2 separate regions of the Mus musculus genome follow, and region 1 is linked to region 2. A link is a contact called in public Hi-C data. All regions are on one chromosome and are shown on one strand. Each heading gives the region's core, a stretch centred on a gene start, on an enhancer-like site or on the middle of the called end of the contact. The rest is flanking DNA. Distances are from core to core; before and after follow the strand shown. Region 1 has its middle 38 kb from the start of Gm41394. Region 2 has its middle 22 kb from the start of Gm41393.

Evidence for each region. Hi-C and Micro-C count contacts between places; a contact is called where the count stands out from the background.
Region 1: a contact with region 2 is called in a Hi-C map of regulatory T cells, with 1.9 times the contacts expected there. The contact joins two enhancer-like sites. A contact is called at or near these places in 2 of 15 datasets of contacts at CTCF or cohesin (the NIH/3T3 cell line and large pre-B cells), 9 of 484 Hi-C or Micro-C datasets (B cells, CD4 T cells, CD8 T cells and 5 more), 10 of 115 datasets of contacts at active chromatin or transcription factors (bone marrow-derived macrophages, cardiomyocytes, embryonic stem cells and 5 more) and 1 of 9 other capture datasets (embryonic stem cells).

Annotation. Positions count from the first base shown.
Region 1 is chr15:97,580,468-97,583,579 of GRCm38.p6, forward strand. No RefSeq gene overlaps it. Among named protein-coding and RNA genes, the nearest start is that of Gm41394, 38 kb to the right of the region's middle. Within about 2 kb of position 1,339, at least 120 of the 459 cell types and tissues checked have an H3K27ac peak or open chromatin away from gene starts, as enhancers often do. A contact at or near this core is called in CD8 T cells and regulatory T cells, where this site is marked.
Region 2 is chr15:97,427,995-97,431,073 of GRCm38.p6, forward strand. No RefSeq gene overlaps it. Among named protein-coding and RNA genes, the nearest start is that of Gm41393, 22 kb to the left of the region's middle. Within about 2 kb of position 1,732, at least 8 of the 459 cell types and tissues checked have an H3K27ac peak or open chromatin away from gene starts, as enhancers often do. A contact at or near this core is called in CD8 T cells and regulatory T cells, where this site is marked.

The DNA.
Region 1 (3,112 bases), core at 89-2,588, 150 kb after region 2:
TAAAATTAACTGCTAAACTGTAGCTGTCCAGCAGCCACAGAGAACTGGGTACACCTGAAAAGGAGGGAGGCGAGGTGGAAGACCTCATCCTAGGTTGGAAAGACTCCACCCTAGCTGGGTGAGCAGAAAGACCAACTGTGGCAAACCATTAAGATCTGATTAGCCTGCTCAGGGCTGGGGGAAGGGCACACTAAACTGCTGTTTCTCCCATACCAGAAGAATAAACCTCTTTCCGGGAGGGGGTGTGTGGGATGTTTTAAAAAGAAACAAAGAAACTTACTATAGGGATCTACGTGCAAGACTTCTAGGAGAACTAAAAAGTAAGTCCATTATTTGAGTCTCCTGTCCCAGTGCTAAGTGCCGAGCTCAGGAAGCAGCTGAGCAGAGGTCACAGAACCCTGGAAGTCATCGTTGACGTCAGGGCTGCTCCAGCCCCAACTCAGAGACTACAGCAGACACAAAGTCTAGGAGACACTGGAAAGTTCACATCCTCTGAAGCCAAGTGTGACTGTCACCCACCCCTGATGCCAGGGTGGACAGCTCCACTCTCTCTGTCTCCCAAACATCTCAACCAAATCTAAACCACGCTGTTATAGTCAGCTTCGGTTGTCAACATGGCTCAGTTGGAAGGAGGGAACCTCTCTCTGCTGAGGAATTGCCTCCACCAGATTGGCCAGTGGTCATGTCTGTGAGACATTTTCTTAATTGTTACTTAATGTCCACTGTGGACAGGGTCATCCCTGGACAGGTGATCTGGGCTGTATAAGAAGGTTAGCTGAGGCTGGGCAATGGTGGCGCATGCCTTTAATTCCAGCACTTGGGAGGCAGAGGCAGGTGGATTTCTGAGTTCAAAGTCAGCCTGGTCTACAGAGTGAATTCCAGGATAGCCAGGGCTACTCAGAGAAACCCTATCTCAAAAATCGAAGGAGGAGGAGGGGGAGGAGGAGGAGGAGGAGAAAGTTAGTTGAGCAAGCCATGGGAGCCAGCCAGTAAGCAGCGTTCCCCCAGTCTCTGATTCAGTTCCTGCCTCCAGGTTTCTGTTTGAGCTCCTGCTCCGGCTTCCTTGAACTCTGTACTCTAACCTGTAAGACGTGATCAATCCTTTCTTCCCCCAAGTTACTTTTGGTCAGTGCTCTAATCACGGCAACAGAAAAACAAACAAACAAACAAAACAAACTAACAAACAAAACCCAAAGAAGAGCAACAGAGTCTGGGAAATGTAAGTCCCAGGCTTGCAGCCCCCGTGGTACAGGAGCAAGCATTAAAAGGTAGGAACAGCGGCCCAATCGGGTGTGCTTCCAGAGAAGGTGTGGCTGCTGACCTCCGGGTCCGCGCTAACAGTCTCCACCTGCTGGTAGACACGTGCTGGTGCAGGCCAGGTCCTTATCCTACCAAGCCGGGTCCCTGTGATGCTGAGTCACCGCGGCCAGCAAGTTCTGAATGACTGTGTTCCCTCTTGGGAGTGCTCTCCCAGCTTGGGAGGAAATCTCCCTGGCTCTGAGGAAATCCGTTGCCATACTGAGGAGAGAATCCATTAGTTGCTAAGGAAAGAGAATGTGGCCTCGTGGACCGCTGGACCCTGGTGGTTTGATCCTGTGGCTGGGGCCATGAGCCTCAGGCATGTGACTAAGTCTCTGGTTCTCGCTAGATTCCTGTGTGTAAAATCCTCTGACTTGACTCTCAGCTCCTTGCAGCCAGCCTGGCCAGCACCTGCGGCTACATACTTAGAATCTCTCAGCCCTGACCACAGAAAATCCACGCGAGAAGCACCTGTGTTGCTTTGTGGCCGGCAACATCTAATCTACGTCAGGGCAGGGAGAGATTTACCCATGACAAGGAAGGGCAAAGAGCCTGCAGTCAGCTACTATGGCCAGAAGAGCATTCCAGCCACTGGCTTTACCGCATCGTTCACCTTATTTCTCTAGCAGGAGCTCCAGTTGATATGAACATTGTATTGATCAAAATCCTAACAACCATGCCTTGGTCCCCTGCAAGTTCAGCTATGTATTTGACCTGCTGACTCTTAGTTTTTAAAGGATTTCAACACACACACACACACACACACACACACACACACACACACACACTTTTTTTCCCCCTGTTTAAGACACCTGAAGAAAATTGTTTTTCTTGCCTTACTTTAACACAGATGACCGGATCTCATGCCACCATCTGCTCTCTGTCTCAAGGCTGTGCTCACCTGTCCAGCAGTGGGTGACTCCACTGTATGTGCCAGCAGTACTCACGGGATGAGCACTGGGGAGCACCACCTACAGACGAAGGATGAGGATGAAGAGGAGGTGATGAGATCAAAGACAGGGAAAGAACAGATGGTGGCGACAGAGAAGAGCAGGACAGAAGACAAAACCCTCAGTGACAGCCACCTGGCCCAAGAGCCGTGGACTCATGGGTGGAACATTTGACTTTGGCAGGTCATGGTTCTCAGAGGTCAGAGGTCAGCCCTGCTGGTGTTGAAAGGGTTGGGTTATTACAAATTCTGTTTCTCCCTTTCCATGCAAGGACAATCATGTCCTACCTGTCCATCTAGCAATGTCCTTGTCCTGATAGATCTCAGGGTAGCAACAGAATAACAGGGGTGCAGAGCTCCCCAGAGAGGCCCCTGGGTCCACGCCAAGACCTGCCCCTCCATCAGACTCAGCTCTGGGGAACGGAGCATGCTGTAAAGGCCATTTAGGCAGAGGTGAATGCAGAGGACCCAGCCGGGTCAGAAACATGATCTGGCTTCTGATTTGACGCCTGCCCGAGTTAGCTTCTGCAGTAGGAAACTGCCTAGATAGAGGTCTGAGAGGGCCCACACCCGCGTACCACGAGCATAATGAGGCAGAGCTGGGAGAGACGGTCCATCTCCTTACTTAAGGCTTAGGTGCGCCTTTTTCTTTGTAAGTGATACATTATTTTATCATGGAAAAATTGGAAATTTGGCATCTGCCTGTCTGTCTTTTTCTCATACCCTGCTGGGCCCTAGCTGTCTGCCCTCTGTGCCCATACTTTCTGATTTGTTTGTTTGTTTGTTTGTTTGTTTGTTTTGTTTTCCAAGACAGGGTTTTTCTGTATAGCCCTGGCTGTCCTGGAACTCACTCTGTAGACCAGG
Region 2 (3,079 bases), core at 482-2,981:
CAGAACAAGTTCCAAGACAGCCAGACCCACACAGAGAAACTCTATCTTGGAAAAAAAAAGGAATGAAAATAAAAATTTTTAAGTATTTATTTTATTTTACATGTATAACTGCTCTGCTTGCATGTATGGGTTGGTGATCACAGAAGCATTGGATCATCTGGAAGTAAAGTTGCAGATGGTTGTGAAGCACCATGAGGGTGCTGGGAACTGACCCTGGGTCATCTCCAAGACAGGAGGTACTCTAACTCCTGAGCAATCATCCCAACCCCTCAGCCCTTATTTTAAATCATATTAATTAGTGAGCTAGTGTCTTACTTAGGGTTTCTATTGTACCAAACAGACACCGTGGCCATGGCAACTCTTATAAAGGAAAACGTTTAATGGAAGCTGGCTTACACTTTCAGAGGCTCAGTCCATTATCATCATGGTGGGCAGCATGGCAGCACACAAGCAGACACCATGCTAGAGAAGGAGCTGAGAGTTCTATATCCAGATTGGCAGACAGCAGGAAGAGAATGCCACCCTGGGCTTGGACTGACCATCTTGAGACCTCAGAGCCTTCTCCAGTGACACACTTCCTCTAACAATGCCACAACCCCTCCCCACAAGGTCACACCTCCTTACAGCGCACTCCCTGTGAACCTATGGGGGCCATTTTCATTCAAACCACCACAGCTAGTGATCTAGCTCGGGTGGCAGAATGAGGCCGGGACAGAGGTAATGATTTCAAGGGGAGAGAGGGATGGCAGGTCTCACTTATCAGGGCCCCTCTACCAACTATCACCTATGGCAGTCTCATTCCTAAGATGGTTCAGGGACAGTTGAGTCAGGAATTCAACCCTGCATAGAACCCTTGCTGATCTCTAATTTTTAAAATCTCATGGATTTGAAATAATCAGGAAACAAAATAACTGAATGTCAAACTTTCCCCTTTAAAGTATAATATGATTATTAATTGTATTATTTGAATTAAACTATTAGGCTAAGCTTTTGAAATAATTGGCAATCAGGGCATCCATTAGCAATGTATATATGTATGTATATATATACATAGATACGCAGGAGTATGTGAATCTGGGTTTTTAATCTGGGCCAAATCAAATATATAGTAATTAAGCTTGGTTATTATACTCCATGCCTGAGGACCAGGATTCTGCTATTCTAGGCCAGTATCCTTCTCTTATTGCCAACACGTATTTTGAGAATGCACGCGCACACACACACACACACACACACACATACACACACACGTCTTGTTTAGTTATTTTTCATAAGATCACGATAAACATGTATTGATCTTTGAAATCGTAACCACACAGACAGATGCTGGGATGCTGACACTGCACTCAGTAGATAGCTGCCACTCATTGGTAGCTGGTATAAAAGATGGTTGGTATTCTGCACTTTGTCCCTGGAGATGAAGAACTGAACAAGGCAGACAAACCTTTGCCTGTGTTGTATAACAAACATCCAGACGCCGGTGAAGACAGAAAATAACGTGTAATCATTAAAAGAGTTCAAATACTGATACATGGATGAAGGCTAAAACAAGGTAAAGAAAGACAGGAAATGCCCTGGCACGGGATGCTTTCTTTTGAGTGGGTTGGGGAGGCCTCTTTCAGGGTCCCACTTGAAAGGAAAGATGAATGATAAGAAAGTCATTGTTGCAGGATTTTCTCTGTCCAATCACATTAGGGCACTGGCAGGCCTGTGATTGGACAGGAAAAGGGAGGCGGAGCTGGGAGGGAGAGATAGAGAGTTAACCTGAGGGGGAGAAGGAGAGAAACCTACATGGAGGCAGACGAATTGAAAGATGATCCTGACCCCACGTGGTTTTAAGCAGCCACAAGTAGCTAGGTTTTTCACAAGATTAGAATAATTGGGTTAAAGCCTATCTTTATCAGTTGGCATCTTGTAAATTGTGACCTTACTGTTATATAAATCTGATTGAATAATTAAGCTCTAAGAGTCATGTTTCTACTGGGTAACTAGGTGTTGAGATGGCTGATCGTGGGGTGTGTGTGTGTGTTGTGTGGAAAACAGATGAACTCGCTAGCTGGGAGTAGCTCAGTGGTGAGAAAACGCCGAGCTGAACACACCCACCCACCCCACCCCACCCCACCCCACTCCACTCCACTCCACTCCTGCCAGGACCTAGTGTTGTGGCCCACCAGTGCTGGTACTTGAGCATGATCATGGACCAGCCAAGGCAGGAGAAATGGCGGGTTGCCTTTTTTTTTTTTCTTTTTCTTTTTTCCGAGACAGGGTTTCTCTGTGTAGCCCTGGCTGTCCTGGAACTCACTTTGTAGACCAGGCTGGTCTTGAACTCAGAAATCTGCCAGCCTCTGCCTCCCGAGTGCTGGGGTTAAGGGGGTTGCCTTTTAAAATATTTTCTGCAACAAGTCATGTAGAACATGGTCCACACAAATCCTGAGGTGACTGGAGAATCGTTAATGAGCGCATGGCAAGGTGGTGATGGTATACAGGTGGTACAGGCAGAGAAGGGGGAATGGGAAAGAGGGCCAGAGACAACATGCAAGGATTCTGCGGTGCAGGACGGTGACCCACTTGAAGGGCCTAACGCATACAGTTTGAGGTGACAGGTGGTGCCTGAGAGTGAGCTCTTTCTGGAGTTTGCCTCCTAGTTGCCTCGATGGCCCCAGCTCCAAGGACCACCATGTAGCAGTGTGGTCAGAGAAGGAAGAGGACAGCCTGACACCCAGAGTTGGCCTTAGTGTCACTGTGGACTGATCTGGAATGGTAGCTAAGCTCAGTTGTTCCTTCTAAGGAAGACAGTCACAGCCATCCTGTCAGACACGGAGACTGCTGTCTCCATGCAGGAGGTAGAACCAAGGTCACTTAGCAATTGTCTGAGCAAGAACAAAGTGCAGAATACCAACCAATGAGTGATAGCTACCGAGGGAAGTGTCAGCATCCCAGCATCCCTCTATGTGTCCAACTCCTCGGTAGCACTTGTTAAGATAAGAATCCTAGACCCCCCCCCCAACCCCCAGCTCTTGACAGCATCCATTCTAGAAGCAAACTTTGCTCCTTTGAACTTTTCACCAATTCAGCGGGT